Linked DNA regions of Drosophila melanogaster: region 2 is linked to region 1. Evidence: chromatin contacts called from public Hi-C data. All regions are on one chromosome and are shown on one strand. The core of a region is the stretch at or near the end of the contact, and the rest is flanking DNA. Distances in the headings are between cores, read along the strand shown.

What was found. Hi-C and Micro-C count contacts between places; a contact is called where the count stands out from the background.
Region 2: a contact with region 1 is called in a Hi-C map of the Kc167 cell line, with 2.5 times the contacts expected there. A contact is called at or near these places in 2 of 107 Hi-C or Micro-C datasets (both in the Kc167 cell line) and 2 of 7 datasets of targeted methods (both in the Kc167 cell line).

The regions. Positions count from the first base shown.
Region 1 is chr2L:20,793,432-20,797,333 of dm6, reverse strand. lncRNA:CR44146 (long non-coding RNA:CR44146) reads right to left here and starts at 2,528. Exons shown (of 2, transcript NR_073815.1): 1 at 2,396-2,528; 2 at 2,079-2,326. It overlaps vari (varicose), which reads left to right and starts at 292. Exons shown (of 10, transcript NM_206011.3): 1 at 292-681; 2 at 1,200-1,297. The coding sequence starts at 576.
Region 2 is chr2L:21,140,241-21,143,675 of dm6, reverse strand. It overlaps Dap160 (Dynamin associated protein 160), which reads left to right and starts at 1,329. Exons shown (of 12, transcript NM_001259189.2): 1 at 1,329-1,437; 2 at 1,664-2,051; 3 at 2,124-2,498; 4 at 2,668-3,107; 5 at 3,198-3,435. The coding sequence starts at 1,888. pths (porthos) reads right to left here and starts at 447. Exons shown (of 3, transcript NM_136246.3): 1 at 173-447; 2 at 1-112. The coding sequence starts at 370.

The DNA.
Region 1 (3,902 bases), core at 1,279-3,778:
CATTTTTAGCTATGTTATAGCTATAGAAAAAGCAATCACAAGCAAAATTAAAGATAATAAACAATATTAAATTTAAATGGCCTGAGAACAGTGGAATGCATTTTTATGACAGGCTTTCGAACTCCGTACATAAAGTACATTTACCGTACCGACCCAACAAAGAAGTGGCGCCGATAAGCACAATATTTAAAAACCGATAGGCACACGTTATTTGACTTTTTGTCTGCAAAAGCTTTCTCGTTTTAAGGAGCTTTGATTTTGGCATCACCTGCAACAAAAGCGGTTTTCAGTTTAGTTAGCCTCTTTCTCACAAACAAGTCGGTTGTTTTTGCGCTGTTGGAGGAGTGAAATTCTTAGCCGCGCTATTGTTTTTGTTGTTTGCGTGGCGTTGTGTTTATAACAATAACAACAAGTGATTATCACTGGAAGACATGTTCTGTTCAAGTAGCTAAGCATATGGCTGGCTAAGAAAAAAAACACAAGGGTTATAACCCTTTTTTGGCCGAAATACGAGACTGTCCTCCGGGGTTACTTCATTCGGTCTGTTATTTTGGCCACCTCCCAGTTCCTTCAAAATGGTTCGGTGGAGCGCGCGGTCGCGGCGCCAAGCTCGCCAGGATAAAGTGGAGCTATTGGCCAGAAACAACAAAGTGAATGGCGAGGACGATACCTCCGATAACGGTACGTGCCAGGGGTGTCCTCAAAAGGAGAATTTTAAGCGAAGTTCATACGAAATTCCAAACTATCATTTTATTGTTGTTTCTTTTTCCTTTAAGGCTCTGTTAATAAAGTTTTAATTTTGAAGATTTCAGTTGTTTAAATAGTTAAAAGATTTACAAACTAAATATTTCAATTCATATTCAAAAAGTGAAACGAGACAAGAGTTATGTTGCATTTCAGTAAGCCTGCTTGAAGTAAATATAATGATTTGTACTCATAGCTAAGAATAATCTGAAACCTGTTTGAAGATATGCGGTCTTTAAATGTATTTACAATAAATCGATAACAAAGAATATGATTATAAAACGAAAAATCAGATGCATGTATATCTAAATATTTCCCTCTAGAATTCCATCATTGTATGAATTGTATGAATTGAAAAGGGTAGCATTAAGCTGCCAAAACGAATGTCATTTCATCTGTTTCCGATTGTCATTTAACGACTGCGATTAATCTAAAACACTTTCGCTCCGTTTTAGCCGCCTTTCGCAACTCGACTGACCTATCCGACCACGATGAGATCTTCCTCAAGGGATTGCTGCGTAGTAACTCCAACACGCCCCACAAGGAACTGATGGCAAGTAGACCAGAACATATAAACGTAAAAAGGCGAGAGAAAATATCTCTGTACAATTTCTGACCCACTTAAACGCCTTCGAGCATCTGCTCAATAAGAAAATTGCGCATACGGTTTTCCACCCATTTTCCATACCCAGCCACACACACGCACACACTTTCCACATTTGTGTTTACTTCATCGATGGCATTGCATGCTGATTTTTCGGTCTAGATAGAATTTTCCGGGCTGCTTGTATGTGCGTGTGTTTGCTTTTCTTATTACATCATTTTCCTTGCCTCCACAAGCGCCAAAAAGAAAAGAAAATCCTTCTGTATTTTAAAAGATTTTCTCGCTTTAGCCATGCACTGCAATTGTTTTTTTTTTTTTTTTTGACTTCGTAATGGCCCATTAGCACTTGCTATTTTATTTTTGCCTTCCTCTTTTGAGTTTTCGCACTAAACTTGACCTCTATTGCCTCGGCAGATGAGTTGCCTTTATGCAGATGGGAGGCATTTTATTAGATCATCGTGACATAACCATTGAAGTGGAAATTATCTTGACCCGACACATTTAGCGCCTCCTCGAAGGTTTCTTACGGTAAAAGAACTGCCAAAAAGTTTGTAGCCTAATCAAATTGTAAATATTATTTGCTGTTCCTGCGGCAAACACGCAGGTCAACTAGAAAAACAATGAGAGGCAGTTACAACCAAAATTAAAACGAATTTGTTGTGCTCTGTATACAAGAAAAATAACAAAATATTTTAATTAATTTTTAAAAATTAATTTTCAAAATTGAAGATGCCCTTTCTAAGATGTAAAGTTATTCTGTTGGCGAATAATAAAGAAGTGGGGAATTAAATAGTATGTAAAAAATAGGCGTAAAACAATGATTATTAAGACCCAAACTAGCAGTACGGAAAAGCCAAATACAACAAATATTATGGAAAGCGACATCGTGTGACGACGACCATAATTAGAATCCAACATTTTCCGAGGCATTTTCCTGGGCAGGCTCATTCGTTTGTGGTTTTCTGCTGTGGTCGGCGGCTGTTGAGAAAGGCAGTGAAAGTAATTAAGCCACGAGTCACGAGATAAGAAAATATGAAATGTCACTACCAGCTCCCCTGTTTTCCTTTCCCCAACTCGCCTGTCGTCACCGCTCCTTGGAACACTCCCCCATTTTATGCAGATTACATAAAACTCGACGCAAGTCGCCGTGCCAACTCTTTGACATCAACGCCCCAAAGAAGTTGTGTGTATTTGAGTGTGAATAAGGAAACCGGTTTGGAAACATTTTCCAACGTAAACACTACGCTTTTTATGCTACCTGCGCTCGAAAACGATGCACAAAAAGCGCCCAGCTCGTTGGCCTACTAATGCAGCTGTGGTCGGGAGATCGAAAAAGCTTGCTATAAGATGCTGTTAAGATCACTGAAGTAGTTGGTAAAAACATTGCAAAGCATGTTATAGCCAAACTTACTTATTTAAGGTTCTGTTTTACTGAACAAAGTATAAAGCTAGTTAAATAAATATGTTTCAGCAACATTTGAATTATAATATTTGGAAAGCTAAGATCAGATTATTTAATTTCAGTATAACATTTAACAGAACATTTTAATGTTGGTTATTGTTATATTTTAGATATACCCCAAGTATGTACATATTTGTATTTTAAAAAGTTTTCTACAGTTTCAAATGGTTTTCATTAACAGAAAGAGAGGGCGCGTCACTGCTGGTTTTAAGTCACTGTTAAGTACAAGCTAACATGTGGATAACAGACTGCGTACAGTTGTAACTTGGCTCACGCGGAGCTTTTTTCACGGCAAGCCAGCGGCAAGCGAACTGAGCAGCAAACAAAGCTAGCCCTAACTTGCTCACTAGCTCTCGCCGCTTGCTTCCATAGCTCGTGAGTCAGTTAGTTGCGAACAGTGCTAAGGTGAGGTTCACATTCCGGTTTGAAACGCGCGCTTCGTTGGTTTCGGCCCATTCGAATGAGTGAGCATTGGTGCCTGACTGTAGTATAGGTGTTTTCACGGTGGTGTTTGTGAGCGTGGCTTAAACGGGCGGCTTGAAACCGAAAAGCAACAGTTAGTTGGTGCTCTCTCTGCCCTCTCTCTTTCGAATTCAACAATGTTCATAAACCATTTTCCGTGTGAAAATTAATAAGCCCACTTCAGGTGCTAATTACGAATCGATCAATATTATTGTAAAAACGGAAAAACGAAAAACTGGAACAGTTATTAGTGTGTTGTGCTAGTGCCTTGGTAACCCCGCTGCATAAAGCTTTTCCGAGCTTGAATTGATGACGTAGTCGCCGAGAACTGTTTTGTAACCTGGCCAACAAGCAGTAACTGTCTTGGCCATGCTTTGGCATTTCCAAAACCCCAAACTCCATACTATGAAACTCAAAAAGAGTGGCTCTCTCCACACGCACACATATGCACGACAAGCGCTCATCAGCGTTTTGGGAGTGGCTCCAAAAAAATAAAATAAAAAACAAATAAAAGTCAACTAAAAATATGATCAACTGTTAATGTTATTGCATACTTAATGCCATTAAGGTCTTATAACTTTATCTAGTTGCTTTGGTTATTTTAGGTTAAATATTTCACAGCCACAGCCT
Region 2 (3,435 bases), core at 80-2,579, 350 kb before region 1:
GGCCAATTACATCCTTGCCCTGTAAGGCGACCGGAATGGCCTCACGTTGGATCTTCGAAGGCGCCTTCCACTTCAATTCGTCACATGCTTGACACAAAGCCTCATTGAGACCCTTTGAAGAAATATGGCCATTCGATTAAATTTTAATTTAAATTAATAGTGGGGCTCATACGAGATCTTTCCAGGTTAGCTTCTGTTCCTCGGCTGCGTCGTCCTCGGAGCCTTTATCATCTTCACCACTTAGTGCCGCCTCGCTGTCCCCTTCCTTATGATTGTTATCTTCATCTTCCTGCTCCTCCTCGCTACCTAGATCCTCCTCTTCGTCACTCGTTTGTAGCTGCGTCTGTTCGTCCTCTGAAGTTTCCGACATTTTGTTACATGAGTTTCAGAAAAATTTCACGGTACGGACATTACCAATAGCAGCACGTGGTCGAAATAAAAGAATTAGAGGCGGTAAAATAGAAATAGAACTATTTGCGATATTATCGATATAGTTGCGTCTTTAAAACAGTGCAGATTCATGATAACTTTCGATAGCTAATGTGCGATATATCACATGCACACTTAATAAAATTTGTAACTCATTCATACTGAACCATGATCTTAATTACAGGACTTAGTTATAGTGCAAATAGTTTGTTTCGGAAATATATTCACATTTGTATAAAATCGTAATTTGTTAGAAAATTGTTTAATATTGTGATTTTGTCATTTCAGTTAATATAACAATGTTTGAAAATAGATGGTGAATACAAATTTGGTATACATCTTTTTCCATCGCGCAATTTTAAATTAATGAAACGCCAATTAGAGGGTTGTCTGTCATGAACTGTCAACGAATAAAAACTGTTTGACATTTTCATACACAAATGTTATTGATGCTATTATTAACAATTCCGTTAAATCCGGAACAAAAGATTTCTGAATAATTGTCATTTTTAATTGTATAGAAATATTAAAGACAATAAAAGAAAAAAATAGTTGAAATAATTTAACTGACTTGTACTTAACATTTTCTTATAATTTTGGATATTCGAATTTTAATCTTCGATTTTGTTTATTGCGATCTGTTGATGTTTTGGTTAGGTATACATTTTCGTATTGTGTTAAATGCATCATACTGCCGACATAATTTTTATGAGGTTCACTGTAGAAGTAATATAATTAATATATTACTCATAGTCAGTAGTTGTTTCATTTATTTAAAAATCCGTTAGCGGCTAAAAACAAAAACGTTGCAGAATAGTCACATCCAACTTAAGGTCACCGTACTTTTCAACACTTGCTTGCTATAATCACAGAAACAAGCGACGGTCACCCTCCTTCGATTATTAGTCCGTACCTATCGGAGCCTATCGTTCGTCGATATAGGATCCTATCATATAAAATATTGATTAAAATTTACGCAAATACAAAATTTTCTTGTTCCGATGAAAAGTAAGCAACAAAATTACAGTTAAGAGGGATATATAAGAGAATAACGTGTGCGTTGGCGGGGACCATACCACATCATTACTTATCAGTTAATTCGTGGCTATGCGGTTGACAAGTGAAAACGCCTACTAAAGAGAAACTAAAACCTTCAGAAAGCGAGTAAAGGGGGCAATCTATCTTTACAACCTGTCCATTGAGATCGCTTAATATTTTTGGAAATGCTTTATAGGTAAACCATAAAAATCCATTGTGAAAATTTGTGGGGGTGGTGGATACTGAATAGGCGATAGACGTAGTAAAGAGAGCGGCGAAAAGAGTGCGGAGCGAAAGAGTTTGTATTTGATGTGTACTCAAAAGTAGCCGAAGAGAGCGCACTAATACACACGCATACGGAAAAAGGACGATAAAGAGGAAGAGCTTTCCGTGGAAACTAGGATAAAGTGTTTGCCCAAAATGAACTCGGCGGTGGATGCGTGGGCTGTGACCCCGAGGGAGCGTTTGAAGTACCAGGAACAGTTTAGGGCACTCCAGCCGCAGGCAGGATTCGTTACCGGCGCCCAGGCCAAAGGGTTCTTCCTGCAGTCCCAGCTGCCGCCCCTGATCCTGGGCCAAATATGGTATGTATATTACGCCCCCATGAATCATCCACCGATAAGAGTGTTAATTCTTACTCATTTTCTTATCTCCAGGGCTCTGGCGGACACTGATTCCGACGGCAAGATGAACATCAATGAGTTCAGCATAGCCTGCAAGCTTATCAACCTCAAGTTGCGCGGCATGGACGTTCCCAAGGTTCTTCCTCCCAGCCTGCTGTCGTCTCTTACCGGCGATGTCCCCTCGATGACGCCACGTGGCTCCACAAGCTCCTTGAGCCCTTTGGATCCACTCAAGGGAATAGTTCCGGCAGTAGCTCCAGTTGTTCCCGTTGTGGCTCCACCGGTGGCTGTGGCTACTGTCATTTCACCGCCTGGAGTCTCAGTGCCGTCTGGCCCCACACCCCCCACCAGCAATCCACCTAGTCGCCACACGTCTATCTCAGAGCGAGCGCCATCGATCGAGTCTGTGTAAGCATCACTTAGAATCGAATTAATGATTTAATATTATTAATGTAGCAAAGAAGAGATAATTTAATTAATTAAATTTCAAATATTCTTAGTTATTGAAATATTAGCAAAAACATATATATAATATCGTATCTGTTCTTAACTCCTCAATCAACTTCTATCCTTTTAGCAACCAAGGAGAATGGGCCGTTCAAGCTGCCCAAAAGCGTAAATACACGCAGGTGTTCAATGCTAATGATCGCACCCGATCTGGTTACTTAACTGGATCCCAGGCACGCGGCGTTCTCGTACAGAGCAAGTTACCCCAGGTCACGCTGGCCCAAATCTGGACGCTGTCCGACATCGACGGCGATGGACGGCTGAACTGCGACGAGTTTATTCTTGCCATGTTCCTATGCGAGAAGGCCATGGCTGGTGAGAAAATTCCGGTTACCTTGCCCCAGGAATGGGTACCGCCCAACTTGCGCAAAATAAAATCGCGACCGGGATCGGTCTCAGGGGTGGTATCCCGTCCTGGCTCACAGCCGGCCTCCCGACACGCATCTGTTTCATCCCAAAGCGGAGTGGGAGTCGTGGATGCTGACCCAACAGCCGGACTACCTGGACAAAGTAAGTGCTTAATTAACTCCGTTGCCAAACATGTGAATATATTCCATATATTAACACTTGTGATTTCGCGTTCACCAGCTTCCTTCGAAGACAAGCGAAAGGAGAATTATGTTAAGGGTCAAGCAGAGCTGGATCGTAGGCGCAAAATTATGGAGGACCAGCAGCGCAAGGAGCGGGAAGAGAGAGAGCGAAAGGAGCGTGAAGAGGCTGATAAGCGTGAAAAGGCTCGTTTGGAGGCCGAGCGTAAGCAGCAGGAGGAACTAGAGCGACAGCTCCAACGCCAGCGAGAGATTGAGATGGAGAAGGAGGAGCAGCGCAAGAGGGAACT